7 separate regions of the Mus musculus genome follow, and all the other regions are linked to region 1. A link is a contact called in public promoter capture Hi-C data. All regions are on one chromosome and are shown on one strand. The core of a region is the stretch at or near the end of the contact, and the rest is flanking DNA. Distances in the headings are between cores, read along the strand shown. Region 1 holds the start of 3110056K07Rik (RIKEN cDNA 3110056K07 gene). Region 2 holds the start of Rpl36al (ribosomal protein L36A-like). Region 3 holds the start of Pole2 (polymerase (DNA directed), epsilon 2 (p59 subunit)). Region 4 holds the start of Klhdc2 (kelch domain containing 2). Region 5 holds the start of L2hgdh (L-2-hydroxyglutarate dehydrogenase). Region 6 holds the start of 4930512B01Rik (RIKEN cDNA 4930512B01 gene). Region 7 holds the start of Atl1 (atlastin GTPase 1).

Region 1 (4,096 bases), core at 1,165-3,664:
CTTAAATCATGATTCATCTATCCCAGATAGCCATGGAATGTGCTTTAGAAACTACTTCTGAGGGCCCTAATGTTTTTCTCAGGAAAAAAAAAAAAGGTAACAAAATGAACACATCTGCATTTTTTCTCACATCTGCATTTTTTCTCACATCTGTATCTTTAGAAGAAAAGTCACTTAAAAACACAGTCTCAATCCCATGAACACAGAATAAACTTTATTATCTATTTTGGTGGAGAGACTGTAAGAGATTTTTATTTTTCATTACTTTTCAAATGCACACTGGCATATATATAAAACTTGATAGTGGAATGATATGTGGGCGATTACCACCAGGGAGAATCAGCAGTATACATATAATTTTCTTTTTTCTTTCTTTCTTTCTTTTTTTTTTTTTTTTGGTTTTTGTTTTTTTCCAGATAGGGTTTCTCTGTGTAGCCCTGGCTGTTCTGGAACTCACTCTATAGATCAGGCTGGCCTCAAACTCAAAAATTTACCTGCCTTTGCTTCCCAAGTGCTAGAATTAAAGGTGTGCGCCACTACTGCCTGGCTAATTTTCTTAAAAAATAAAACTACAACAGAAAGCCAAAATTCTTCCTGCCTAAATACTCACTAATCAGACCTTTCTCAAGAGACTTTTAAATCAGAGTGGTGAACAAAATCAAGAAAATGTTAAGATTCTGACTTAAGACACTGAGTGTTAAAAAGTCTAAGAATCAAAGCTGGGTGGGCATGGTGTGCTGTGGAGCTGAAGCAGGGACGGCAGTTCAAGGTCATGAGCTTGGACTACCAAAATCCTGTCTCCAAAAACCAGAGTCCAGAAAGGAGGAGCCCAGAATGGGTGAGCTTGAATATTAGGGATGCTTTTTATCTGTGGCTTTCTCTAGGGTATAACATCAGGAAGCTAATTAAACCGACTCATTTGAAAGCTTGAACTAACAAAACATCTTCAACAACCAGTCACGTAGCCTAGTATTTGGCTCTAGTCTACAGAAAATCTCAGCACACACCTGTCCCAAGTCACAAGATTTCAAAAGACACAGGACTCACCTCTGTGATACTTTGGGTTGTCATGGAGGTGTCTGTTGTCTTCAGCACAACTCTAGAAAAACAAACAAAAATCCTCAACTGTTTACTCAACCATTTTCTAGTTTTGTGCATCACCAAAACTAAGCAGATTTTAAAAAGATAGACATGACTTAGTAAAACTACCAAAATACACTTCACAATCTTAACAAATTTTGAAAAAACAAAAACAACAAATATTAACTAGTTGATATGGCGTTAGTTCAGACGTACTCAACTGTGCAATTTACTGGGGTTAACATTTCACATTTTAATTTAGGGCATAAGCTGTTGCCCAATTGTTAAGTTTTGTGTCATTTAACAAGACAATGTGCTGACGACAGAATCCATGTCTATCTGGTCCAGAAAACCCTTTCATCTAAGAAACTGTCGTTCCTTCCTGAAGCATTAATACTTTCTTCGAAAAAATAGTATAGTATTCGCCTCATGCAGTGACAAGAGTCGCTTGTCTAAGGTCATAGTGGCAGCAGCGTCTGTCCTGGCAGGCACATTCCTCAGCATTCCGAAAGCCGGGGCTTCCACGTTTCCTCCAAGCTTCACAGTTGGAGGAAATAACTCTTCTTCCCCACGCAAGACGTTTCTAGAAACCACACCTCCTCCGTCTTTTACCAAGGTGGCTGCCACCTTGGGCCCCTGGTGTCTGCAGACCGCAACCCAGCTTCCGAAATGCAATGTCAAAGGGAGACAGAGCTATGCCGGGAGGAAGGGGGGGGGGTGTCAGTAAAATCCCGCCATCCCGAGTGAAGGGGCGCAAAGGGCCGCTTACTCACCTACACGTGCGCCCCCGACCTCGCCCCCTTCCTCCACGCCCCCCCAGCCACGCTCCGCCGCCGGCGGACAGCGGCTCCCATGGCCGCCCTCGCTTCCGGTGCTCCCAGCGCTGCGCCACCCCCGAGGCCACCCGACACCGGGAGCCTCCGACAGACCTCTCGGACGACTCCGTGACTCCTCCACCCTTCGCTAGGCGTTGTCCTGGAGGGAAGGGTAAGCCGGTGCCACACTGAAATAAACCTACCCGAGAGAGTCCGCGTCCTTCCCTCCAGACACAGAAAATGGGATAGAGCTGCGGGCTGCTGCTGCCGGGACAAAATGGCGCCGGGGAACCGGTTAGGCGCAGGCGCCTGGGGAAGAGCCGGCTCCGCCCCCGTGAAAAACCCTGGCTGCAGTTCTGGATTCCGTTTCCATGGGACACGCCACCGCCCAATCCTCGTGCGGAACTGCTCTTCCTGACCCCTTGTTCTCCAATCAGTGTTCAGTCAAGCACATCCGGAGTCGGCTCCTCCAATCAAATTTTTGGGCTCTCTTACTCAATCCTCTATCCTCCAATAACGTGCGTGTTCGGATACAGCCAATCAGAAGTGGAAGCTATCCTACCTGCTGTTTTCCGCACCAATCATGGAAGTTTCCCAGCTACATCCAATGAGAAAGGCAGACAGCGAGCTCCAATCCGAAGCTATTCGGCGTCATGAGCAGCCAATAGGAGTTCGTGTAGAAGCGAGTCTGCTCAACAGCTTGTTATTTGGTGGATTGTGGCAGTAAATCGGGGCGAGTGGGGGAACCCGGCGCAGGAACTGCCGCTGCGGCCGGGAGCGGTGCTGCCCGGACGGGGACCCACGGCGATCAGTGGGGCGGCAGACTGGAGAGCTGACAGCGCTCTGCACCCGCAGTAGGTAGGTAGTCAGCGGGGGCCGCTGAATGGGCAAAGCGGCGGGAGCAGCTGCTGCCGCGATGGGGTCCCGGTGCAGTTGGGAGCTCCGCAGGCTGAGAGGGGGATGCAGGGCGGGCTGTGCCCGGGGCGCCGGGCAGCGATCGGGTCCTGGAGTCGCGGCGGCAACTGCGGGCACGACCGCCTCCGCCGCCTCCCCGGGAAAATGGCTGTGGGGCTGGCCGCGCCGCTAAGTTTGCTTTGGAGGAGCGGGCTGCCGGGAGAACCGGCCCCCAACTCTGCTGTGCTTCTTTGGCGAGGACCCGCTGCTGGACCGCGGAGATCGGGGTGCCCGCGCCTCTCCGGGCTGTACAAAAAGTTGAGGCGGGCGCGGGAGGAGACGGCCGCTGCGGCGGTGCGGCTCGCTCCCCTCCCACACCCTGTCCTGCCGCCTCCCCGCCCCGCGCCTCCCCCGCCGGGTCCCCCCGCGCCGGCCGCCGCCGCAGGCCGCCGCCCCTGCCCCCCGGGTGAAGGAGCGCTTCTCCTTCCTGACATGGTGCAGAGCGGAGGCAGGAGAGCAATGGCGCCGTGACACTCCGTTGCCGCCGCCGCGGGCCGGGCCGGGGCGGGCCAAGGGGGCCGAGCGGCGGAGGCGGGGCGCGCGCTAGAGTCGGGGCCCGGCGGGGCGCGGACCCGGGAGGCCGGGGCGCAGGGGGCTGCGAGTGGCCGACGAGGCGGGGGCGCGGTGGGCCGGCCGGCCGGGCAGGGGCGGGACGCGCTGCCCTTTGGCGCGCGTGGGGCTCACTGCCCGCCAGGCTTTGGCTGCCCGACGGGGGTCTGTCCCGGGGGCCGCGGAGCTCGGCCCCTCCCCGCCTGCATTTGTTTACTTTCTTTCCGGGTCTCACCCCGCCTTGGACTGATCCTCTGCCTCTCTTTTCCCTGCTTTGGCTCTAGCGCCCGGGAAGAGAACTCGAGGAAGCTGGAACCCCACAGGTCACCAGTCAAGATGAAGGTAAGTGGAGCCAACTCTTCTTCTTAGCCTTGTGCCCCGGACGCTGCCAGTCCGGAGGCTGCAGTTGTGGAATGGCAGCTTTTTGTTACTTAGAATTGATTTCTTTACTAAGAAGCACTTTAAGGAAAATGACATGTGAATGGGTGAGGGGTGTGTGTGTGTGTGTGTGCGTGTTCGAATGTGTGTGTGTGTGTGTGTGTATAAATGCAGGCGGTCCAACACTCTCTAGCAGTTAGCACTTTGAGAAGATCGGTGCAGTCTTTCGATTTTCAAACACTTCAGTGTCAAAAACACCTTTCAAGAAGAAAAGCTTTTGTCCTGCTTTGGTTTTTGCAAGGTTTTTTTGTTTTGCTTTG
Region 2 (4,096 bases), core at 776-3,275, 1.8 Mb before region 1:
TAATTGGAGCACCCACGTGGCAGCTCACAACTAACGCCAGTTCTAGACCTGATACCCTCACACATGTACACTTCTAGGCAAAGAGTCAATTCACGTGTAAGATTAAAAAAAAAAAAAAAGACAGCCAGGGTTAATAAGCCATCTCTCCAGTCTTAATTATTCTTTACCCCACCCACCAATGAGTCATTTAAATTCAAATTTTATTCCCCTCCTCCCTTTTATGGAATTTTTTTGAATGAGTTACCAAACATGTATCACTGTCCATGGTAAATTAGCCAACATCAACAAGTCTGAAAATATAATGAACAATTATTAAATAATAATTTTCATATAAATTGAAAATACCTAATCAAGTGACCAATTTAATGTTAGTCTCCAAGCCATTCTGAGTGGAAGGATGAAACCTTTGTCAGCAGATCTGGGGAATGAATTCTATGACCATCACATATGTTCTGTGCCCATTATTCTGTAGCTACTGCTTATCTGTATGACTTCTTGTAGGGCACTTAGTACACACTTTGCCTAGCATGCAGAAAGCACTGGGTTCAACCCAACACAGCACCTTAGAAATAGGATATGGTGCAATTCTGTACTTCTAGTATTTAGGAGGCAGAGGTAGACCCAGACTCAAATTATGTTTGAAAACAAAACCCCCTAAATATGCAATCCTACTGAGAATCAAAACACAAGGCTTGGTATCATTAACAGTAACTTTATTCTCTAGCAGGTCATTTCTCTACTGCTTCAGTATTTTCCTCTCAGAGAACACAAGTTTTAGAACTGGATCACTTGGCCCTTCCTCTTCTTGTCGCCTCCCAGTTCAAAATGCTTGCATCTCTTAATGGCCAGCATCCTCTTGGATCTGCAGTTGGGCTCAACACACTCAAGCCTGAGCACAATCTTCTTTGTGGTTTTGGCCTTCTTTCGAAAGATTGGCTTTGTCTGCCCACCGTAGCCACTCTGCTTGCGATCGTAGCGCCGCTTTCCTTGGGCATACAGGGAATCCTTGCCCTTCTTATACTGGGTCACTTTGTGAGGCTGATGCTTGCCACATTTCTTACAGAAAGTCCTTCGGGTTTTTGGTACGTTGACCATGTTTGCAGTAGAAGTGTCTGCGATGAGAACTGTAAGAAAGTTTCAGACATTAAAGATCTTCAAACTCGAAAGTTTTAAACAGGTATAATTTGTAGGAACATATAAAAAAAAAACAGTAATGTTCGAAAATTTGTGAACCCACCAAGTACTCATTTCCCACGTGAATAAAAGGCCAACACGCAGCTGAGTGGATGAGCACTGGCTTAAACACCGGGGTTCAATCCTTACCACTTCAAGCCTATAGAAAAACTGTTTTTTGTTTTTTTAAACTAAAACGAGGCATTAACAGTTAAAAACTCAGACCTGATGGAGTGTGTCCTGGGAGGCTGAGGCAGAGGATTGCTAGTTGAGGTCTGCCTTAGCGTCCAAAGGAACTGACACTTGGAGTGGCCATTACAGTTCTCCCCAAACCAGCGTCCAATTTCTTAGGTCTCACTGCAAGGACAACGCAGTGGCGTCCGGGTAGAGAAGTTTTGCTCGGACTACCCCACAGCAATTCCCTCCGTTTTCTAGCTACGAATGGCTTACAACGAAATATAGTCGTTTCTGCAACAACCGGGCTCGTTCCTTCCCCCCAGCCACGTCAGTCTGTTTTGGCTTCACCCCCTCTAAAGCACCGTCACTCTCCAGCGGGCCCGAAGGCTGACGTGTCGTTAGCAGCCAGCACGCCTCGCCGCCCGGGAGCCGCCATGCTGGAGCGGTCTCTTCCGAGAGAGCCGCGGGCTGACCTCAAGCCGCGGCGGGCAGCACCTGCCCCTTTCCGACGCCTCAAAGAGCTAGGTCGGCTCCGGCTTCCAGGCGACCGCGGTCCCCAAGGAAGCAGCTACCGCTCTGCTCCAGACTTACCGAGAGACCGGCCGCCGCGATCCCCGACTCAACCGCACGCGCCGAACAGGAAAGGGACGAACAGAGCGGAAGTCGGAACTGAACCTGAGCGACGGGAATGCGAACCAATAAGCAGCGGCCTCCTCCGGAGGCTTCTGAGAAGCGCCAATCAGCGCCCGGCGGGGCGGGGCGGGGCGGAGGGTGTGGGCCGGAGGGCCCGGGCGCTCGCAGGCCAGTCGCGGCTTGTCAGAGCGGTCGCTGCCGGAGCGGGGCGAGGCTGCGGCGTTCGGTGTCGCCGTTCCGCCGTGCGAGCAAGGATGAGCGCGCAGAGGACGCAGAGCCACGGGCAGCGCAGGTAAAGGAATCACGGTGTCGGCGACCGCGGCGGGGCTTCTTCCGGGACCCCCGGGTGCTGAATGGAGAGGACCGAGGCGACGTTGAGCCGCGGCTCGTAGCGGCGGGGCGGCTGCCGGAGCTGCAACTGCCAGAGAGGATGCGCGGAGCCCGGGCGGCGCGAGGCAGTTGAGAGCCTTCGGGCCCCAGGACGCCGGAGCCCGGGATGAGTTAGCGAGGGCCGCCGCGGGGGCCAGTTCCTAGGGCTGCAGGCCAAGGCGACGGCGCCGCCCGCCCGCCCCTTCCGTGCAGAGGCCGCCAGCTTCTTTTCCGCGCCCGCGCTCCGGGCCCTGGAGACCATGAGGTTCCGCATCTACAAACGGAAGGTGCTAATCCTGACGCTCGTGGTGGCCGCCTGCGGCTTCGTCCTCTGGAGTAGCAATGGGCGACAAAGGAAGAGCGACGCCCTTGGCCCGCCGCTGCTGGACGCGGAGCCCGTACGGGGTGCGGGCCACCTTGCTGTGTCCGTAGGCATCCGCAGGGTCTCAAACGAATCGGCCGCTCCTCTGGTTCCCGCGGTCCCGCGGCCGGAGGTGGACAACCTAACGCTGCGGTACCGGTCCCTGGTGTACCAGTTGAACTTCGATCAGATGCTGAGGAACGTCGGTAATGACGGCACCTGGAGCCCCGGGGAGCTGGTGCTGGTGGTCCAGGTGCATAACAGGCCGGAATACCTCAGGTTGCTGATAGACTCGCTTCGCAAAGCCCAGGGTATTCAGGAAGTCCTAGTCATCTTTAGCCATGACTTCTGGTCCGCAGAGATCAACAGTCTGATCTCCAGGGTGGATTTCTGCCCGGTTCTGCAAGTGTTCTTTCCGTTCAGCATTCAGCTGTACCCGAATGAGTTTCCGGGTAGTGACCCTAGAGATTGCCCCAGAGACCTAAAGAAGAATGCAGCTCTGAAGTTGGGGTGCATCAATGCCGAATACCCTGACTCCTTCGGCCATTACAGAGAGGCCAAGTTCTCACAAACCAAACACCATTGGTGGTGGAAGCTGCATTTTGTATGGGAAAGAGTCAAAGTTCTTCAAGATTACACTGGCCTTATACTCTTCCTGGAAGAGGACCACTACTTAGCCCCAGACTTTTACCATGTCTTCAAAAAGATGTGGAAACTGAAGCAGCAGGAGTGTCCTGGGTGTGACGTCCTCTCTCTAGGGACCTACACCACCATTCGGAGTTTCTATGGCATTGCTGACAAAGTAGATGTGAAAACTTGGAAATCGACAGAGCACAACATGGGGCTAGCCTTGACCCGAGATGCATATCAGAAGCTTATCGAATGCACGGACACTTTCTGTACTTACGATGATTATAACTGGGACTGGACTCTTCAGTATTTGACTCTAGCTTGTCTTCCTAAAATCTGGAAAGTCTTAGTTCCTCAGGCTCCTAGGATTTTTCATGCTGGAGACTGTGGTATGCATCACAAGAAAACATGTAGGCCATCCACCCAGAGTGCCCAAATTGAGTCATTATTAAATAGCAACAAACAATACCTGTTTCCGGAAACTCTAGTTATCGGTGAGAAGTTTCCTATGGCAGCCATTTCCCCACCTAGGAAAAATGGAGGGTGGGGAGATATTAGGGACCATGAACTCTGTAAAAGTTATAGAAGACTGCAGTGAGGAAAAAAAATATCACAATTGCAAAAGCAAAAGTGACAGTCTTCTATTTTTTATATTTGTCTCAATGGGATATACAATTGAATAAAGGTATAGGAACCGGCCTCTGCTTTAATACATAAACTTCTTGTAAAAGGTGTCCAGATACATAGCAATCC
Region 3 (4,096 bases), core at 1,040-3,539, 1.8 Mb before region 1:
TTGCCACAGAATTCTGGTGACACGAGCTTGGTCTTCAGACCCACATGGTAGAAGGAGAGAACCTGCTGCAAAGCTGTCCTCTGACCTCCACATACGGACACAGAGCACACGTGTATACACACATGCAAAATAACAATAGCAATAACAGTAATCATATACAAGAACAGCAACATAACTCTTTAAAGGGCAAGATCAAGTGCAACAGTTAAGTATAGAAAAGATGCGGCGGTAACTCCACCTGTCCAGGCAGGAGCCTGGGAACCAAGGACCAGGATATCCTGAGGTCCCAACTGAACCAACCCTTTGGGAAAAGACACTACTGTGCGACTCTCGGAACTCTGCACTGTGCTAATAATGGAGCCTCGGTATCCTTTTAAATGTAAATCAGAGGACACAAAGCTATAACAATTTAAGCATCATCAGGAAATGTTACTTACAGGGCTGCTTTTCAACTGCATCGATGATCTTTCCTAGGTTCTCCTCTAGCTCCAATTCAGTGACAGACTGGAGAGCTTCAGTCAGATACTTGGTGGCTTCACTAGTGACAGAAAGAAAAGATGAGACCAAGAATTTCTCGGGGGCGGAGGGTGGGGTAGGGGGAAACTTTTACTTAAATCTTATACAACTCAAGCTTTATAAAAAGCTAACATAACAGAAAACTCATATCTCCCTCTAAAACCTCAAGTAGCCCTCTAAAGTATCAAGGCTTGAAACAGTTCATTAAAAAAATAAGTGAACAGGTAAAATAACAACAAACCCCTGCAGCAGGTCTTGGTAAAACACCTTTTTAAAAAAAATCTAAATTGGGCTGGAGAGATGGCTCAGTGGCTAAGAGCACAGACTGCTCTTCTGAAGGTCCTGAGTTCAAATCCCAGCAACCACATGGTGGCTAACAGCCATCCGCAATGAGATCTGATGCCCTCTTCTGGTGTGTCTGAAGACAACTACAGTGTACTTAGATATAATAATAAATAAATCGTTTTTAAAAAAATCTAAATGAGATGGGTACACTGGACATGTGAGATGACCCTGTCCTGACTGGAGTGTATGAGACTCAAAGCCGAAACTCTGAGTTAAGTTTTTGTTTGATTTTCTAGACAGAGTTTCTCTGCATAGCCCTGGCTGTCCTGGAACTCACAGAGATTCACCTGCCTCTGCCTCCAGAGTGCTGGGATTAAAGTTGTGCTGGATAGCTGGCCCACAGTGAATGCAGGCATGAGTGCCATTGAGTCTCTAAATCAGAGGGTAATCTACTACACAGCACTAGATAACACACTGTCTTCCCACAGGAAAAGTCCCATGGCGTTTAATTCCACACACGGTGCTTTGAGGCTAAAAGACTTGAGTGTATATCTCAATGAATCAATTAATGAGCTTCCAACAGCTTTATAATAGTACATTTTAAGGGAAAGGAAAGGAAAAGCTATTGCTCAATTAATCCTCTCTCCAAATGTCAGGAATTAACCAAATTAAATTCATCACTTTCTCCCTGGGTAGACCCAGGTTGACCCTTGGACACTCCTGGGCAAAACGTAAAGCTAAAAGGTTCATAAAGTTCACAGTTACGAAAACAAAACATTCACACTCTGACTCAGAAAGCTATACGGATCTCAGCAGGTACTTAAACGGAAAGTGTATTATAAAATGTAAATTGTAATATGAGATTTCTTGGATATGTTCATTTTTAAAGACTGAAAAGACACACTACAGCCAGGAAAACCTCCTTTGGGGGCAAATTGTAAACTAGGAAATCTAAAAAAGCCAAACTAAAAACACGTTTAAAATCTATCCAAATTTTACTTCTCCAGGCAATAATGAAAATTCCACACAGAGACGGGTTTGGAAGACTCATACTCTACAATATAAATCGCCAACAGACACGCATATGGATTCACCCATGTCTCTCCTTCTCTGACACGTCTCTCTGTAACTTCCAGAAGTAACACTGTAATGATTCCCATTCTGCAGAGGCGGGGACCTCCGTTGATCAGAAGCCAGCACGCCCCCAACTTCCCCGCTCAGTTCGGCGTCAGCGCGCAGCTCCGCCCAGCCTGGAAGTAACATTCGCACCCGGCGCCAGGATCGCGGAAACCCAGGTAGGCTCTGCAGCCTCAAATGCACCGGAGAGACATCGCCTCTTATGACAGAATGTTCTAGATAGGGCATTGCGGCGGGTCAGGTTACCTCGAGACTCACCTCCTGAGCAGCAAGCCCCGCAGCTTGAAAGCTGAGACCGTGCGGCTCCGCAGCCGCTCCGGCGCCATGTTCGCGATTTGGCGCCACCGCCGACGCCCCGCCCCCTCCTGGAATAGACACACCCCTTGTCCCGCCCTTATATTCTTGGGCTGGTGAAATGGATTTTTTTGGCCTTACTAACTGCAGGGCCTCTGGGAATCTCAGACCCTGCCTAGGGAGTGAAGTAGGAGTGGTCAGAGTGGGAACAAGCTTCCTTTATCCCAAAAGCATTTTCTGAACACTCAGCTTCCCGGACACTCAGCTACCCTCTTCTACTCTGACTCTACCCAAGCTTCCTGCACCCAGAGTCTTCCCTTCCAGGGCTATGAGAGTTGTAGAGCCGTTGTTTCCCGGTTCTACACATGCTCAGGAAATACTGTGTTTTCACCGTTTTCGATCACTCCCATCCGACCAGTTTTAGTTGAGGGCCTCTCCACGATCCGCTGTCATCATTTAGCAGTCCCACTTTTTTCATGACATACCTTCTTTTTTTTTTTTTTTACTGGTGGAGTAACAAACCCAAGATTATAAATGGTTGGTATGAGGTGAATTGCCAGTGCGGTGGAGCTGCTCTTGAATCGTTATTCTCAGTCCTACAAGTAGACTCAGTAGAGCACATCTTAAAATGTTCCCTCTTGCTGAGTGTGATGGCACATGCCTTTAATCCAAGAACTCAGAAGGCAGAGGCAGGGGGATCTCTGTAAACACCTGGGCAACTTGTTCTAGAGAATGAGTTCCAGACCAGTCAGTGAATCACAGTGAGACCTTATATAAAAATCCATCCATCCATCCATCACACACACACACACACAAACGCACACACACACATATACTTGTGCTGTTGAGATGAATAATCAATTGGCTGTTTATAAATAAGCATGCAACTTTACAGGACACAAGAAAGCTCTGGGCATAAGACCACAGATCTATAATCCCAGGCCTCAGAACGGGGAGGTGCAAGGATTCAGGAGGCAAAGGCCATCTTTGATGTCACAGCAAGTTCAAAGCAAGCCTAAGATACCTGAGGCTTAGTGGGAGTGGGAGAGGCAAATAAGCCAAAAACTTGAATGATTTCTACAACGGTATAAGCAATTATCTCTGGGGCGTATATTTAAGATCTTTCTGAAAAGGAAAACAGTAAAAAGAATGCATGTGTATATTTGCTTGATTTTGCATTTCAAAACTTTTGAAAAGTTAAACTAGACAACAAAGAGAGATCCCAGCTGTGGTGGTTTGAATAAAAATGTCTCCCGTAGGCTCTGGTGTGTAAACACTTGGTTCCCAGTTGGTGGCGCTGTTTGGAGAGATTCAGGTGGTGCAGTTGTGCTGGAGCAGCTGTGGTGGCTTGAATATGCTTAGCCCAGGAAGGGGCACTATTAGGAGGTGTGGCCTTGTTGGACTATAGGTATGGCCTTGTTGGAGGAAGTGTGTCACTGTGTGGGTGGGCAATGAGACCCTTTTAGCTCCCTGGAAGCCAGTCTTCTATTTGTTTTCAGAACAAGATGTAGAACCCTCAGCTCCTCCTGTCCCATGCCTGCTTGCACACTGCTATGCTCCTGCTTTGATGATAATGGACTGAACCTCTGAACCTGTAAGCCAGCTCCAATTAAATGTTGTCCTTACAAGAGTTGCCTAGGTCATGGTGTCTGTTCTCAGCGGTAAAACTCTAACTCAGACAGTAGGCTTTGAGATTGTATAGCATCACCCCACTTCCAGCTCTTTTTCTCTGCTTTGTGCTTGCATTTGAAGACAGGAGCTCTCAGCTTCCTGATTCTGCCATTTGTTGCCATGACTCCATAAGTAAAAGTGCTTGCCATGCAAGCCTGAGGACCTGAGTTCTAATCCCCAGAGCCTACATAAT
Region 4 (4,096 bases), core at 635-3,134, 1.7 Mb before region 1:
AGCCACCATGTGGTTGCTGGGATTTGAACTCAGGACCTTCAGAAAGCAGTTGGCACTCTTAACGACCGAGCCATCTCGCCAGCCCTCAATCTCATTTCTCTTGGCTTCTCCTGATTGCTCTGCTTGGCCTCATAACTAACTTTGGCGACATGTTCTAATCTTCTGCTCCTTCTCATTCTCTGGCTTTCTGTCTTCACCTGTGGCTAGCATGTTCTCTCTCTGCAACTTGTCTCTGTACCCTCTCCAAGTAAAGCTGCCTCTTCTCTCTCTCTGCACTGGCCCTTGAGGAGTTCCCCTTTCCTCTCCTTGTGAGCGTTGGGTACATCCTGTTCTATCAAATCTTTCTCTGATCTGCCACTATGTCTGCTATTCAACTAAACATCACTTTCAAACATGGGTGCTTCCTTCTACAAACTAACTTTACCTTCATCATTTGAGATTAAAGTGTGTGCTAAGGGTGTGTCTGTATTCCAATCAGAGTAGCCATGTTGCTGGATAAAAATCCTTCTACAATGGCCCAGGACTATTTGTAACTATTGATAGTCTCATGGAGTGACAGAAGTCTAGTCTCTTGAGGACAAGGGACAGCAGTGGCTCTGTGGTGTAGATTACCTTCATCTGGCTTCTGTGGCAAGATTCTCTGGGATGCTAACTGTTCTTGTTAACTGAAGTGTATCCGTCCAGAACATGGGTTTTGTGCTTAAAAGCTCACTCTGAGAAAGGCTCGTTGCTACACTGGGATCCCAAACTAATAAAGACTTTCTATTGCCTTAAGTTCATGTCTGAGCTGTCCTCTCTAGTGGCTATCCCCACAACACCATCAAATTTTTCTTGCAAACAATAATCACGAGGCAGTAAAATGTGTCCAAGTGCAGCTCATCTGGAATAAGGCTGATCTGTGGAGGAATATCCACTTGCATGCTCCTGACCCCTAGGGCAAGGTGATTTCCACTGTTGGACGATCAGTTGCTCACCACAAACCTCAGCTTAGTGCAAATTGGTCATTCACATTACAGCAGATTTGCAGTGTGAGAGGTTGTGGCCAACAGTGAGAGATGTCTTCTACCCGCCAAACATGAAACTGATGCTAGATTTTCTTCTCCAGTGTCATCCAGCACGAAGTGGCTGGTGGAAACGCTGCCAATCTCTTTTTGACAGTATACACCCTGGGCAGCAGCAGGAAGGCCATTTCTCTCTCTGACTGTCTCTTGCAATGGCAGTGAGGAAGGCCCCCCTCAGCACAGCACCAAGGGCACTGGACATCTCTTGCATGGCAAAATTGCCCCAGGGAGACCTGGATGAATCTGGTCAAGAAACAGAATCTGCCTGGTGGAGCACACCTTTTATCCCAGCGCTTTAATCTCAAACCCCAGACCCTTAACTCTTGTGTTTCAGCAAGTACATCTCCAGCAACTGGTGAGAGTTTCAAAGAGAAAAGCTTTTTTTGGTCGTTTTTGTTAAGTGTGTATTTTGCTCAGTATATATTTAGCAGTCCCAAAACGAAGAGAGGGAGAAAGAAAAAAAAAAAAGACAAGATGAGCAGCACGGAGAGCCACCATTTAAATGAGGAGCCTGAAGTGTTTTCCAGACCAGCCTTATTTTATGGGCGAGGAATTGGGTTTAAATAATTCGTAATTTTCATTTGGCCTCTTAGAAGCCCAGATTGTGAGTCTGGGATTCGCATTCTTTCCCCAAGGGTGGGTTGTTATGGTTTAGGAACTATCCAGGCCAGAGCACCCTGAGGCGGGAGGACGGATGTTGGGAGGACTCAGATGCCCAAGGGCCCGACTGGGAGGACTACACAGCAGTAGGACAGCACTGCGGTGGGACCGGACGACGGGAGGCTCAGCAGCGCAGGGGGCGAGAGCGCTTCCGGAGCGTGGGGACAGTGTCCGCTGCGGACGACTTCCGGCGGCGGCATAAACAAGGCCCCGGCGGCCGGAGGCGGGGCGGGCTGCGAGTGCGAGCCCCGTCGGCCGCTCTCCCGCTCTGAGCCAGGACCCGGCCGCGGCGCGGTCCCCGCGAGACCCGCAGCCGCTGTCGGCGCGCGCCCCAGCGCTCGTCCCGGAGGCGGAGGCGTAGCGCAGGACAGGCGGGTCGTCAGCGCTGGCTGCGCGCCGCGGTCCACCGCTCCGCTTTCCTTTGTCTCCCGTCTGCGGGGCCGGAGCGGTCTCGGTGGCCAGCGGTGCAGCCTCAAGATGGCTGATGGCAACGAGGATGCTCGAGCGGAGGATCTGCCGGGCCCGGCCTTCGAGAACTACGAGGCCATGGAGCTGGCCTGCCCGGCTGAACGCAGCGGCCACGTCGCTGTCAGCGATGGGCGCCACATGTTCGTCTGGGGCGGCTACAAGGTCAGTAGGGCGGAGTGGGCACGATCGCCGCCGCGGCTCTTGCTCATTCAGGAGAGCATCTTCCCGCCCTGCCCTGGTGGATTCGGGGATCCTGGGCTATTGTCACCGCTCTCTTGAACTTATGAGTCAGCCTATCCCACGCACCCCCTACGCATTGTCTTTGGAGTGAGCGGAGCGAGGTTCTGTTATTGTGGGTCGCGTAGCGGGTGACTGTGGCCCGAGGTACGGAAAAGGGTGGGGGCGAGGGTGTGTGAGAATCACTCATATACCTTTGGGCCCGGTCGCCCGGAGCTGGGGCCATTTAGCCGACAGACACTATATTCAACAATATTGTCACTGTGTGAACCAAGGCCACAGGAATCGCTTGCTCAACCTCCCCGAAGGTGTAACGGTGTCATCAACACCTGTGCAGATGCCCCCACCTATCTATTGTTTGAACGCAGGGCCATTTTTCTTAACTGGTCTCAGCTGAGAAAGGATTGCTCCTCAGTAGGCCTTACTGCGGATTTTAAAGGAAAAAATAGCCAGTGAATCCCCAGCAGCGTATGTAATTGGAGTGCAGGCCTTTGGACTTTGTGACCAAGTATCTTTTTAGTCATTTGCATTGTTTTATACCGCGAGCTGGGGAATACTGCTCAGTTACCTCCTTAAACCGCTGCTCACTGGTTCTTCTGTACTGGTTTTAGAATTCCATGATACACTCACTCTAGTTCTTGGATTTCATGTGGTGCACACTCATTTGAGCCATTTGACCTAAAACTATTTTAGTGTTAAAATGACGCCCCCCCACCCCCCTTGGGAAGTCCAGTTCTCTGCGCCTGTGGTTTGCTTAAGGACTCTAATAGCTTATAGTACTGACGACCTGATCATAGGTGGCCATTTTGAGACAACTGTCCCATACCTTGTCGGTTTAACCATTAGTTATTTTGCCAGCGTGAATTAATGCATTCTGTTGTCCCTGGCTTCCAGGAATCAGGTATTTAGAGGTCGATGTCGAGAATTCTAGAGATTAGAGAGCAGGTGTGTAGTGACTATAGTAGAGAGCAGGTGTGTAGTGACTATTATTTATTTATTTATTTATTTATTTATTTATTTTTGGTTTTTTGAGACAGGGTTTCTCTGTGTAGCCCTGGCTGTCCTGGAACTCACTCTGTAGACCAGGCTGGCCTTGAACTCAGAAATCTGCCTGCCTCTGCCTCCCCAGTGCTGGGACTAAAGGCGTGCGCCCCCATGCCAGCTGTGTAGTGACTATTATTAAAACATAAATTCCAGGGGTGGAGAGGTGACTCAGTGGTTACCAGCATTGGCCACATTTCTGGGTTGGACTCTTAACACCCCCATGGCCACTCACAACTGTAATTCCAGTCCCAGGGGATCTCATGTCCCTCCTTTGGCCTTTCTGGGCACTGCACCCCAGGGATGCACAGACAGGCATGCCGGCAAAACTAATCAACTTCAATAAACCTTTTCAAAATATAAATGTCCTTTGAGGAAGGTAGACCTGTTGGTCAATCACACTTTGGTCTAACGTATGTTACTCATAATTCTGTTTGTGAACACTAGCATTGAGCCACTGTCATGGAGTTTGGCCTTGGACTCTTTCCAGATCTGGCTGTTCCCACCACCCAAGTGTTGACATGGGCATGAGACCCTTCTGAAGGGCATGGAGAAATGGTCAGAGTGGAAAGTTCCTCTCTTTCTTTCTTAAGATTTATTTATGTATATGAGCACACTGTAGCTGTCTT
Region 5 (4,096 bases), core at 519-3,018, 1.3 Mb before region 1:
TCAAAAGCTCACTAATAACCGGGCCCTGACACCTTAGAGGGCACCCGTGTCCAGGCCCACAATAGAGCATTTCTATGCCCAAACTGAGATTACACAAAATATGATTAAACTGTATAGAGCTATACACAGAACACAGAATGCACATAAATTTGGTAAAACCTGAATGTGTGCATTGTATCAACATTAACACCAAGGCAAATGGTGGGACAGGAGGAAGGTGACATAAAACCATTCTATAATTTTTGCAACTTTCTATAGGTCTACAATTGTTTCAAAATAATCAGTATTTTAAAAACTGGGATAAGAAAATGGTTAATTGGCAAAGTGCTTGCCATACAAGTGAGGACTTGAGTTTGTACCCAAAGCACCTTTATGTAAGGGCATTCCTTGTTCAACCCATGTAACCTTGGGATCAGGGGCAGGGAGACAGGCAGATCCCTCGTGCTTACTGAGCAACCAACCAATCACCTCAAGAGACCCTATCCCCCACCCCATCCCTCTCCTGCCCCGAGGCAGTGGAGGCAAACACCTTTAATCCCTGCAGACACTGAAGATCTCTGAGTTCAAGGACAGCCTGGTCAACAAGATAGCCAGGATACAAAGAGAGACCCCATGTGGAAAAAGCAAGTGACAGATAGAAACACACACACACACACACACACACACACACACACACGGAGGGGGAGGGAAAAAGGGAGGGGGACAGGGAGAGGGAGAGAAATTGGGAGAGATCCAGTCTCAAAAGTTAAGGTGGCGCAGGTTGGGTGGCACGTGCCTTTAATTCCTGCACTAGGAAAGGAGTGGCAGGTTGATAGCTTGAGGCATTAGAGGCCAGCCTGATCTACACCGGAGTCATAGGACAGCCAAAGGAAAACAAACCAGTACCGTTTAACATGCTTTAAACGCGTCTTAAACAAAAACACTGCCCCTCTCCAGGGTCGTGCCACACCTCGGTCTGCCACTAAATCCATTCGCATGGTCTACCTTGTCTCAAACAATCAAAAGCTCCCCCACCCCCACCCCTCCACCCCGCCCTTAAAGCTTTCACACCGAACACTGTATTTGCCAGCTTTCCTAGGCAGCTCACAGTAGGCAACTGAGTTGCTTCTAGTGAGGACAACTCTAGTGTGTGCAAGGAACTGACCCACAGAAGCCAAGTTCTGGATTTTCCAAGCAACACAGGGGATGATAGTTAAGAAGCTGCATACTTATTGGCAGTGTGCTAGGTCTTTTAATCTTCAAAGTGACCACCTAGGGGCCAGACTAGGATCCTAGTCACCAGTCACCCTTTAGAGTGGTTAAGAAATGGAGAGGAGTTGTGTATTCGGAGCCAGATTAGCTCCGGACCTCAACTCAACACTGCCTTTCCTATGGCGCACAAACGCAGTGGACGAACCCTGCGGGTCAGCAGCTCCTGGGATTCGAGGCTGGACCACAGAATCAGGACTTCCTCGCCGGGGACAGAGACATCGAGTCGGGGGACACAGACAGGTTCAGTTGGAGATCCCTGAGCGGAACAGCAAGTGCAGGCCGCCGCCTCTCACTTACCTGGTGCTGGAGCTTCTGCGGCCACCCCCGCACAGTAGCCCGGGCACCCCGGACGCCGGTCCACTTGCGCGGAGGAAGCCCCCAGCCACGCAGTACCGGGCCAGTCCGCAGACACCGCCTACGTAGCGCAGGGTCGGCCACATGGCCTGCGCCACCTCCCCTCCCTCCACCCCAGCACCCGCAACCTGAACGGACTCTAAGGGTGAAGCGCGCCGCTCTCCAGCCCCGCCCCCAGACGAGAGCCAATGAAACACGCGCGTTTGCCTGACGTGGGCGTGGTCTCCGCTGGCCAATGAGCGAGCGCCGTGGAAGGAAAAGACCGAGGGCGAAGGGCCGGCCAGGCGCAGGGACGCAGCACGCCGTGAGTAAGAGGAGCTAGGGCGAAGGCGGGGACCGGGTGGTGGTTCCACTCTCCGGGACCTCCGCCCGCACAGGCTTGACTGGACGCCGGCGCTGTTCCGCCAGAGAAGGCTGGGCATGTCGGGGTGACCCCTGGCTCCTGCGGCCTCTCCTTCGGCCACGCCTCCTGGTCGGTTGGCGACGCTGTGGCCCGGGAGCTGGGGACTAAGCCACCTCCTGCCGCTCCCTGTCACTACCCTGCTGATTGCCCGCAGGTTTCTGGGCCCTTCATGGGGCTCCTGGTTGGTTGTTCATTCAACCACTGACTCAGCTTGTAAATATCGGGCGCTGAGCTAGGCGCTGGATGAAAGTAGACGGCTCGGTCTCTGTCGTCATTTAGTGTTGTTTTTTTGGTTTCTATTATTGACTTGTATATGTGCCTATGCGAGCTTATTGCAACAGGTATGTGCAGGAGTTTGTGAGACCAGAAAGGGGAGTACAGGATCGCCTGGAACTGGAAATTCTGAGCTGCCATGTGGGTGCTGGGAATCTAGGCCCTCAGGTAAGACCAGTTAACAGTCTTAACCATAGAGCCATCTCTCTAGCCCCAAACTTTTCTTTATTAATTTACATCTCTGCCCCAGCTTCCCCTTCCTTCTCTCAGGCCTTCCTGACTAAGCCAGCTCAGTCAACAGGTTCTCCAGGGAGGGATGAAAAAATTGAAAAGAAAAAGACAATTAGACAGTACTATTAACATAACCCTAGCCCGTTCTGAGGTTGAAGCAAGGTTATTTTTCCTCCAGTCAGTCTGCTTTTATACAATTCTAAGTACATGCAAAGAATAAGGTCAGTCCTAAGTCATAAACAGAGTTAAGGAACAAAGCCTAAACAAAGGTGCCATGATAGTTGTATTCAGAGTCTTATCAAGACCCATCAAAATACAAAATAACTCTGTCCTCAGCTGTGTTCATCTTGAGCCTACTTCCCAGTCCTGGCCCAACCTCAAATTCTTGCCAAATTTTTAAAAGCAGGCATCCAAAGCGCTGTAGCCTTCTTCTCACTATCGACCCCACCCCCACCCACCCACTTAGGAAAAGGGGCAGCCTCCTATGGATATCAACCAGCCACTGTATGTGACGTTGCATAAGACTAGACACATTCTCTCCTCTTGAAGCTAGACAGGGCAGCCCAGTAGGAGAAAAGGGTCCCAAAGGCGGGCTCCTGCTTATCCCACTTGAAAACCAAGCTACGGGCTGGTGAGATGGCTCAGTGGGTAAGAGCACCCGACTGCTCTTCCGAAGGTCCTGAGTTCAAATCCCAGCAACCACATGGTGGCTCACAACCATCCATAACGAGATCTGACTCCCCTCTTCTGGAGTGTCTGAAGACAGCTACAGTGTACTTACATATAATAAATAAATAAATAAATAAATAAATCTTAAAAAAAAAAAAAACAAAAAAAAAAAAAAAAGAAAACCAAGCTACACAAGTATAACATATGTGCCTAGGTCAGTCCCATGCAGACTTCCTGGCTCAACCTTTCCTTAATCACTAGACTAAGAGAGAGCTTTAAATGTCCATGCCTCCAGATAGCCACTCACAGGGGAGGGCACTTGTGTTTCCTCCACTGTAAAAATGAGAGCTATGCAGTCACTTAAAAGACCTTATAACTGTAAAACTTTGTGGTTCTTTGTCACCATACCAATGTAATTCCCATTCGGTGCTTGATGGTAGTCCTTCATCTTTAGGGTTAGACCAGCTTAACAGGACAGACTGTCGCTGGAAGGAAGGACTCGCTGGTTTGAATGTTGGTTCCAGCCAGTAGGTGGCTCAGGTTCAACCTATCATCTCCACCTCAGACAATTTTCTGTCTGAAGTGCCCCTGAGCAGATAATAGTGTGTGTATGAGAAGAGCTTGGCAAAGCATTAGCTTTTTATTATGCTTGATTGATTGATTTCATGAGTAGTACTACATGTTTTGTTTCATTGGTGGGGAAGAAACAATGTTCCCTGTTTATTCATTCCATCACAAACAAACAGCATGGATGATTGTATCTTAAATTCAGTGTGTTACAGTAATTGTGGGTTCTCATGCAGTTGTGAGAAATAATAAAGACCCCAGTGTCCTAGTTTGCTTTTGATGTGATAAATATCATGACCAAAAGCAACTCAGAAGGAAAGGATTTATTTCGTCTTACAGCTTATAGTC
Region 6 (4,096 bases), core at 1,006-3,505, 1.2 Mb before region 1:
CCCAATGTCAGTGACACAGGCTCTGCTCATTAGAGTCTCAGTACACCAGAAGTGAAAAGGGTGGTAGTAGGTAGATTTCACTCCACCTACTTCCCAAGAGCTGAGCTTGTGAAACATCTTTGCACAACACTCTTTTAAGGTACAGTTAGGCTCAGTAAGAATTATTGGATCAATGAAGAAAATATGACTTCATTTAACAAATCCTCAATTCACTTAGGTATCATATATTCACCGAGTACATACTGGATATTAGGAATATCATATAATTTTGAAGAGTTGGAGCTAAAGAGACATAAAACCAGTAATCTCCCACCACCTTACTCAGACTAGAGGAGAAACATTGAGCACCTGGTGTAGAGGGTGGGGGCTTCCTGCTTTCACACGCTCTGTGGTGTTCACCACACACCTCACATTGTTATTTATTTAGGTAGGTGAACACACAGTTGCTACACAGCACTGTGGGGTCAGAGGTCAACCTGGGGGCCTTGATTCTCACTCAGTTAGCATTGACTTGGAAGGAGAAACTCGGGGAGCTACACCTGGAAACACAGTGATAATAAAATGTGCTGAGATACACGTACCTGTGCTGGGAGGTCGGAGAGGACATTCTCTGAGCCAAAGAGAACAGCCACCGTGCTCCTGGGAACACTAATTTTGGTGGATGGAACACATAAGTGTTACTGTGTACCATGGAGGTCAGAGGACAACTTGGGGGAATCGATTCTCTCCTATCATGTAGGACCAAGGGATCAAATTGAGGCTATCAGTTTGGTGGTGAGCACATTTATGCACTGAGCCATCTTTCTAGCCTATTATTATTATTATTATTATTACTATTATTATTGAGTAAATCAACCCATTGAAGACTGGGAATGTGCCTCGGTGAGAGAAGGTTTTGTTAATTTGATAAAGTCTCTGGGTTCAATCCTTAACACCACAAAGTAGTAATAATATTGACAATGATGATGCTAAATAAAGAGTAAGGCAGCTATCAGCTTCTACTGAGAAAGTGGACATGGTCAGTGGCTCACGAGAGCAGAGTGCAACACTGGCTGTGTGGAGGAGAGTAGGCAGAGGACCCCAGCTGGGAACCGGCACAAACATTTGAGTTCACCCCTTCTGAGAGCATCATCCACTCATACACTTGGCCAGGGTCTGGACAGAACACCGAGGCCACACTTTCTGAAGCACAGTTGATTCCCCATGGGAGCCATCCATGGCCTGCCTCATCCTGCAGTAGCAGCTGCATTGCCTCTGAGAAATTCAGAGAAGCCTCTTTCCAGAATAAGAGGGAACACACTTTTGTCTTGTAATGAACACCTTTGTCCAAGGACCTAAGCTTAGATTCCAACACTCACAATAAATGCTGCCCGAGGGCAGCTGTCCACCTGCAATCCCAGTACTAGATCCTGGAGAGCACTGGCTAGCAATCCTAGTGAGACACTGTATCCATATACAAGGGGGAAAATGGTTGAAGAAGATGGCTAGTGTTAACCTTTGGCTTCCAAATGCCACACACACACACACACACACACACACACACACACACACATTTATGCGCGCACACATGAACACACATATACAGATGCATATATAGCCCAAGAAAACAGGACAATGGGTTAAAAATACAAAATGAAAACAAGCTGGAAGCTCAAAACTCAAAAACTCTAGCAAAGTCGAGTTGTTTTAAATTCTGCTTCTTAGAGACCCGTGAAAAGACTGTCTGCAGTTGACGCCAAGAGAGCCCCACACCTCTCCTGTCCACCTTCTTACTCTTACATAATCCGTTCTCTGCGCACAGACTCTGATTTGTGCCATTGAAGACAAAGGCTGTGTGGGAAGAGGGCAGAGCCTCAGCCCAGAGCATCTATCTAGCACAGAAAAAGCAAATTAGCTACCTTGAGCATGCGGATTTCTCGAAGGGCGATTTTCTTTATGACAGGGTCATCTTCGGTTTCCAGAAACCTCTTGATGGCCACGATCTGACCCGTGTCCCTGTTTCTGCACTTGAACACTACCCCATAGGAGCCTTCTCCAATCTTTCCAATTTTTTCATATTTTTCCATTACAGAGGAGGAGCAAGTCTTCTTGAGAACGGATTTTCATATAGTTTTTAAAGGTCGTTTATGAACTGACCTCTCTCGAGCCTCATCAAGTAAGGGCTGTCGTCCGCGATCTAGAGAAAACAAGGCGCGAGTTAAAGAATAAGGATCAGCCAGGTGTGGACTCCACCCCCACCCAGCAATGACATCGCGGTCAAGGCTGGGAGTCTACAGGTGGCTGCCATGGGTGACCTAATTTCAGTTGTCTGTTTCATTCCCTCGAGCTAAAGATGTAGCCAGCATCCAAAAACGAGCCGAGCTGTAAGATAATCTATCTTTTTAACGTTATGGTTCATACGATCTAAGACACTTGAGCTGGCTGGAGCACCAGGAAGGCGAAGGGCTTCCCCGGTTCTAGTTTCGGGTCTCAATTCCCTCCGGAAGAGGACACCGGCTGGGCAACCGGGCCCGTGGGGACTGCGGGAACTGCAGGGACTGTGGGGACCTCCCACCCTGACTCCTGAGGCGCCTCTCGGCCCAGCTCTAGCACAGCAGCCTGCAGCTCGGCTGGGTGACTGCTGCGATCCCCATGGGAACCGCGCCGGTTGGGCGGGGCCGCCCTCCGCCCTGCTGTACCCGCAGCCACTTGGCCGGGTCCCTGACCCCGCGCTGCAGGTCCAGAGGGTTTAAATCGTGGAAATCACAGCATGGAGAGTTTGCAGGGAGAACGCCTGCTCCCAGGCTGTCCTAGCAGCCTGCTCGGGCTAGGGTGACCAGGTCCATACCTTATTACGTCCACTCCTTGGTGTCCGTTCCTCGCCTGTGAACCCCGGAGGACAGCAATTGCTCGGTGCTGCAGCTTCGAAAAATGAATGAGAGAGAGTGAGGCAATAGAGGGAGGCAGGATGGCCTTCCCTCCCATGTAGTGGGGTCTTGGCGGTGCAGAGCCTGCTTTGATTGCCTTGACTCTTTCCCCAATCACCTTCTTATTGAACCTGTTTCAGTACAGTGACAGTGGCAGTTGATGGATGCAGGAAATCTTGAAATAAGGATCGCACAGACAGCCTCTACATTTTGTCAGCCCTTCCATCCCCTATGCTAGGCGCCGAGGTGCTTGTGTGCTGGCGGCAGGGCTACAGCAGAGAAAACGCACGATGTGAAACCTGGCCAACCCGGGGCAAGGAACGTGCGATGCAAATGTACACAGAGCTCAAGAGGAAGCTGGGTCTGGGCATACCGAGCGTGACGGCTGCCTGGCAAAGGGTAGAGGTATAATGAGTTACTAGAATAGACTCGTGGTGGTCTGGGACCCTCCCCAGAAATCATGTGCAAATGTGAATGCCTACTCTTTTTGACTTTTGTCTTCTCGATAGCTTTGCCTTGCCCAGAATATCGCGTACATGGAAACATACAGTGCACAGCTTTTATTGAGTCAGATTCTCACTTCACAGAATACATCTGAGAGCCACACACATCTTGCATTTAGCAGCAGTGTCTTCCTGTTTATTGCCGGGTAGCGTTCTGTTGTATGAACGTACTGACTGGTATTTATTTGTTTATTCAATCCTGGTTGAAGGATATTTGGATTGTTTCCAGTGTGGGGTGATTATACATGAAGCCGCTATAGACGCCGTGCATGGTGCTTTCTGTGAAGCCAGGTCTTCATTTTTCTTGGGGAAATCCTTAGCGGGAGACCTCTGCACATTGAGCTTATCTTTTCCATTTTACCTTCCCACCTGCAATGTCCCCAGTGCCCGGCATCCTTGCGGTCCTTTTGGCTTTAACTATTTTTTAAAAATATTTATTTATCTATTATTACATGTAAGTACACTGTAGCTGTCTTCAGACACTCCAGAAGAGGGCGTCAGGTCTCATTACGGATGGTTGTGAGCTACCATGTGGTTGCTGGGATTTGAACTCAGGACCTATGGAAGAGCAGTCAGCTCTCTTAACTGCTGAGCCATCTCACCAGCGGATTTAGCTATTAAAATAGATGGTTAATGGCTTCTAATGGTTTTAATATGAATTTGACTTTTAACCTTCCCTATAGATGT
Region 7 (4,096 bases), core at 1,184-3,683, 1.1 Mb before region 1:
GGACCAGGAAGCAGCTGGGTAAGAAGAAGCAGGCAAGCAGGCAGGCAGGCAGGCAGGCAGGCAGGCAGACAGCTGTCCTTTTAATGTAAACATTGCTTTCCTAAGGAAGGATGCAGTCCTTCCAGAGAGCTGCTCTGAAAAGAAAACCGTGGAGGTCTTAGCAAGATCCTTGTGTGGGGGAAATACTCCCTTTAAATTTTCTGTACCAGGGGAAAAAGGGGGTAGGGTGGGGCAAAAGCTAGAATTTAGAGTATTGTATAATTACTATGAACGGAACTGAACTGGTCTAACTTTCAGTGAATCATAAGACAAAGATGATTTAAAATGGGACCAAGAAAGCAAACAGGAGTTTCTGTTTTTTAAAGAGCAAGCATTTCCTAAAATGGGTAATGAGCAAATAGAGACGTTTGTGCTAGCTACCATTAACTTTCCATAAGGAAGGGGATTCCATTCTAACTGTGCACTTTGCATCAAAGGTAACCGAGGCCAGAGTCAGGACCTTGCTCACTGCTGCTGCACTGCTCGGTTGCTAGAACAGTGTCTGCTTGGGCCCAAATGCCTCGTTTTCAGGGGTAAAAAGCCTACCCAGAGTTCTTACCTCAGAATCCATCACCCCAAGGTACTACTCTCAGCAAAAAATTACTCAAAAACAAGCAGAGAAAAGAGATGTTTTCCTTGCATTATACCTGTGCAAGTCAACATACCTCAGTGGGGTCAAGCAATTACTCATGAAACACAGCCATCAGGGCTCTATGCAGATTGCTGTTTGGAACATACTGATACATACATAGGTCAAAATATCAAGCTGTTGCAAAAGGAAAATAAGCTTTTATTTGGGGGGGGGGGTGTTAGAGACAGGGTTTCTCTGTGCAGCTCTGGCTGTCCTGGCACTCACTCTGTAGACCAGGCTGGCCTTGAACTCAGAAATCCACCAGCCTCTGCCTCCTGAGTGCTGGGATTAAAGGCGTGCACCACCAACACCCAGGTCAAAAATAAGCTTTTTCTTAATCCCCATAAGGAACTGCACTAACTCTGCCCCTTTGGGACAAAGAACAAAAGCCATGAGGGAATATTGGACAGTGTTTTCCTCTGAACCCTTCAAAAACTTAGCAGACTTAAGAAATCGGTTTGCTTTGCTATGGCATGTTTTTTGTTGTTGTGTAACGGCAGATTACAAATTTATTATTATTTGTCTTAATATAAGAGACCAGTAAAAAGGGTAGCAGTAATTATCCACTCATGATTATGGAATGCTATAAATCCCATAGAGAGGAATTAGTTTAGTAGGAAAACCCCATAAGTTATATTCATTATTATCAACCAGATACAAAATGCCTAAACTTCTGCCAGGTGACAAAGGTCTTCCTCTAAATATGTTTAAATTTCATTACACTTTGTTTATTTCCTGGGAGTGTGTGAGTGTGTATGTGTGGGGGATCCGTGCTTCCACCAAGAGAATCCGGGGACCGTTCTGGGGTCCTAAGTAAGGTTTGGCTCTAAGGGCCTTTAACACCCTGAGCCACCTCACCGGTCCCCAAAGACATCTTCCTACAGGCTGTCATGTTTACACACAAATCCTTTTACTCCAGAACCAGATTACTTACAGTTGACAATTTAGAGTCCGGTTCCACAGAGATTTTTTTCAAGGCAAGTTCACCCAAACCAGTACAGGACGCAAAGGTCTAGATTTACAATACTCTTTCCTATCTACCGCCTTCCGCGAAGCATTTTCCCCCCACATCAACACCAAACCATCCTCCGGAATAACTTCAATACCATAAATACGCCTTAAAACCACAAAAAAAGCTCAGCCGTGGTCTGGAAGGTGCGGTTAAGTCTGCCGGTCGCTAGCCTTAGAACCGATGGGGAACCCAGGGTGCTCGGAACGGTGCGGCGGGCTCCGGGCCGCTTCCTGGCCGGACGCTGTGGTCCGGCGCATCCCGGGGGTGCCCCACGTTCGCAGGCCGGGCCGGGGCCTCACCTTGTACACGTCCCCGTAGGTGCCGCTGCCGACCCTCTGCACCAGCTCGTAGTCGTGCTGCGGGTTCCGTCTCAGGATGTCGGCGGCAGGCCTCAGCGGGGCCTCCATCTTCGCTGCGCCCAGTCCGGGGCTCTGCCCGCCGCAGCCGTCTCCCGCTAACGAGGGCGCGCGGCGCTTCCCAACATGGAGCCTCGGCTCGCAGCTGCGCCTGCACCGGCGAGAGCGAGCGCGGGGGGCGTCACGGGGCGCAACCCCGGCAGCCTCCGGGCCTCGTCGGTCCCGCCAGGCCCCGCGCCGGCCGTACCCGAGAGGCCGTCCGTTCTTGGCCGAGCGCCGGCGTCGGAGACCCGCGTCTTCTCCGAGACGGCCGTGCGCACAGTCGCCGCCGCACCACGTTCCCCACCCGCGGCTGCGTCACCGGGAGACACGTTCGCGGCCGGCGCGGATCGAGCCTGGCCCGCCCGAGAACGCAGGCCGCGGGCCCAGACTGCCGCCCTGAGGCCCGCCGAGTGCACAACACCCTGGACGCCGCCGCGCCCCGCCTCCCAGCTGCTTGCGGGGCGCCGGAGGCGTTCGTGCGGCGTCTGACCCGCCCAGCCTCGGCCAGGATTCGCCCAGTGGCCGGCGGACTAGAGGAGGAGGGTCTGTCCGCAGGCCTCCGGAGCGCTGCCTTCTGCTTCCTTTCGGTACAGGTAAACTGAGGCCGCCCGGGCAGGAGGTGGGGGAGTGCCGGGTTAACTAAATGCCGGCACACCCGACTGCACCGTCCTGTTCCACACACTGTTCCCGGTGGTACCAGTTCCGAGGCTGGACCGCACACCTGCAGAACCTGTCTTCCACCAGGGTTTCCCAGAGCCATTTTTGAAAACCCCAATTCCTTTCGAAGTTTCTGTGGTCTCTGGGCATCACCGCAATATTGCAAGTGTTAATGGGAGGAGTTTTAGAGATGCTAAAGCAAAGCTAGGGACCTTTGTCTGATTCTGCTTCCAAAGTAGGTGATCTGGGACAAGGCATACGTGGCAACATCCCAGTGTCCTTATCTGTAGCTGGAAGAGGATAGGTTTTGCATTTGACACCCGAGAAATGTTTGTAAACCATTTTTACAGCATTGTAAAGAGGAGTGTAAAATGTAAGAGGCTTTAAAATGTAAGAGGCCTAACTAACAATGCCCAAAATATTGGGCAGGAGTTATGAGAAGTGATTTGGTTAATGTTTCAATCTCTTTTGTAATTTGAGTTCCAGTCTTGTTCTTAAGGTAGAAATGAAGTTGCCAATTTTATGTATACTGGTAAAGTTACTTCTAGAGTCTTACAGAGATTTTCAGTTGGAAAACCAGATAAGGACTGGAAAGATGGCCCAATTGTTAGCAGCACCGGCTGCAGCTCAGAGGTTGATTCCCAGCACCTGCGTGGCGGCCCACTCCTCATTAACTCCAACTTGGGATCCAGAGTGGGCTGGGAGGGAGGGCCAACGCCCTCTTCTGGCCTGTGTAGGCACCACATATGCATATGGTGCACAGCTGTACATGCAGGCAAAACACAAAATTAAATAAAAATGTAAGAAAATTGAAAAAACTAGAAAAAAAAACGACAACAGAACAAATTTCAGATGACACGTGACTCCAGACACACTCTAATTCTGTTTTGAGAAATAACTTCTTATAGCTAATAAATGAAGAAATTAAATTAACACCTTAACGGAACAGAGACTGTATGCATTTTCTCGTGATCCACACACAAAGAGCACTTATTTAGGGAACATAAGTAAGCCCAGACTTACATGCCCCAGGGACAAAGCCTGTGTGTGTGCTGCACTGAAAAAAAAAATGGTTGAAGAACAGTTCCTTCTTTGAAATCTTCTTGGCACTTGTTTTGGTGGGCACATATTTTTGGCTTCGATGACTCAAAATCTCTTCAAGTGTTCTATTGGTATCTTAGTACTTGTTTACTGTCATGGATTTATGGTGGTCATGTAGTCAAACCCACCCTTACCCACTGTGTGACTAGGCCGTTGTGGGATATTCATGGGTTGAAGGCCTTCCACCACACTGGCCGCAGGATAGTCAACCTGGAGGGCCAGTGTTGTGTGAGGGGAGAGCAGTCTTCCAAGTTTAGA

What was found. Promoter capture Hi-C pulls out the DNA fragments that hold promoters and counts their contacts.
Region 2: a promoter capture Hi-C map of pre-B cells shows a contact between it and region 1, with 9 times the contacts expected there. The contact joins the promoter of Rpl36al here to the promoter of 3110056K07Rik in region 1. A contact is called at or near these places in 13 of 39 promoter capture datasets (the C10 cell line, the HPC-7 cell line, cranial neural crest and 8 more), 5 of 115 datasets of contacts at active chromatin or transcription factors (bone marrow-derived macrophages, embryonic stem cells, large pre-B cells and 2 more) and 3 of 9 other capture datasets (adipose tissue, liver and macrophages).
Region 3: a promoter capture Hi-C map of pre-B cells shows a contact between it and region 1, with 5 times the contacts expected there. The contact joins the promoter of Pole2 here to the promoter of 3110056K07Rik in region 1. A contact is called at or near these places in 2 of 39 promoter capture datasets (frontonasal cranial neural crest and pre-B cells) and 1 of 115 datasets of contacts at active chromatin or transcription factors (astrocytes).
Region 4: a promoter capture Hi-C map of pre-B cells shows a contact between it and region 1, with 8 times the contacts expected there. The contact joins the promoter of Klhdc2 here to the promoter of 3110056K07Rik in region 1. A contact is called at or near these places in 5 of 39 promoter capture datasets (cranial neural crest, erythroid cells, hippocampal neurons and 2 more) and 1 of 115 datasets of contacts at active chromatin or transcription factors (astrocytes).
Region 5: a contact with region 1 is called in a promoter capture Hi-C map of pre-B cells, with 6 times the contacts expected there. The contact joins the promoter of L2hgdh here to the promoter of 3110056K07Rik in region 1. A contact is called at or near these places in 6 of 39 promoter capture datasets (the 3T3-L1 cell line, 3T3-L1-derived adipocytes, hematopoietic stem and progenitor cells and 2 more) and 1 of 115 datasets of contacts at active chromatin or transcription factors (large pre-B cells).
Region 6: a contact with region 1 is called in a promoter capture Hi-C map of hippocampal neurons, with 7 times the contacts expected there. The contact joins the promoter of 4930512B01Rik here to the promoter of 3110056K07Rik in region 1. A contact is called at or near these places in 2 of 39 promoter capture datasets (hippocampal neurons and liver).
Region 7: a promoter capture Hi-C map of fetal liver shows a contact between it and region 1, with 3 times the contacts expected there. The contact joins the promoter of Atl1 here to the promoter of 3110056K07Rik in region 1. A contact is called at or near these places in 5 of 39 promoter capture datasets (fetal liver, hippocampal neurons, liver and 1 more).

What each region holds. Positions count from the first base shown.
Region 1 is chr12:71,013,409-71,017,504 of GRCm38.p6, forward strand. It overlaps 3110056K07Rik (RIKEN cDNA 3110056K07 gene), which reads right to left and starts at 2,415. Exons shown (of 4, transcript NR_045055.1): 1 at 2,099-2,415; 2 at 1,048-1,099. Arid4a (AT rich interactive domain 4A (RBP1-like)) reads left to right here and starts at 2,559. Exons shown (of 24, transcript NM_001081195.1): 1 at 2,559-2,753; 2 at 3,683-3,740. The coding sequence starts at 3,735.
Region 2 is chr12:69,182,042-69,186,137 of GRCm38.p6, forward strand. It overlaps Rpl36al (ribosomal protein L36A-like), which reads right to left and starts at 2,026. Exons shown (of 2, transcript NM_025589.4): 1 at 1,942-2,026; 2 at 693-1,124. The coding sequence starts at 1,095. The coding sequence ends at 775. Mgat2 (mannoside acetylglucosaminyltransferase 2) reads left to right here and starts at 2,117. Exons shown (of 1, transcript NM_146035.2): 1 at 2,117-4,096. The coding sequence starts at 2,613. The coding sequence ends at 3,941.
Region 3 is chr12:69,225,901-69,229,996 of GRCm38.p6, forward strand. Pole2 (polymerase (DNA directed), epsilon 2 (p59 subunit)) reads right to left here and starts at 2,290. Exons shown (of 19, transcript NM_011133.2): 1 at 2,197-2,290; 2 at 438-538. The coding sequence starts at 2,264. It also overlaps a transcript of Klhdc1 not described here.
Region 4 is chr12:69,294,797-69,298,892 of GRCm38.p6, forward strand. It overlaps Klhdc2 (kelch domain containing 2), which reads left to right and starts at 1,885. Exons shown (of 13, transcript NM_027117.3): 1 at 1,885-2,351. The coding sequence starts at 2,199.
Region 5 is chr12:69,723,106-69,727,201 of GRCm38.p6, forward strand. L2hgdh (L-2-hydroxyglutarate dehydrogenase) reads right to left here and starts at 1,769. Exons shown (of 10, transcript NM_145443.2): 1 at 1,549-1,769. The coding sequence starts at 1,691. It overlaps Dmac2l (distal membrane arm assembly complex 2 like), which reads left to right and starts at 1,840. Exons shown (of 5, transcript NM_026536.2): 1 at 1,840-1,909.
Region 6 is chr12:69,788,089-69,792,184 of GRCm38.p6, forward strand. 4930512B01Rik (RIKEN cDNA 4930512B01 gene) reads left to right here and starts at 2,256. Exons shown (of 8, transcript NR_033573.1): 1 at 2,256-2,363. It overlaps Cdkl1 (cyclin-dependent kinase-like 1 (CDC2-related kinase)), which reads right to left and starts at 2,619. Exons shown (of 10, transcript NM_183294.2): 1 at 2,555-2,619; 2 at 1,899-2,176. The coding sequence starts at 2,066.
Region 7 is chr12:69,890,672-69,894,767 of GRCm38.p6, forward strand. Atl1 (atlastin GTPase 1) reads left to right here and starts at 2,434. Exons shown (of 15, transcript NM_178628.5): 1 at 2,434-2,673. It overlaps Map4k5 (mitogen-activated protein kinase kinase kinase kinase 5), which reads right to left and starts at 2,492. Exons shown (of 32, transcript NM_201519.2): 1 at 1,982-2,492. The coding sequence starts at 2,089.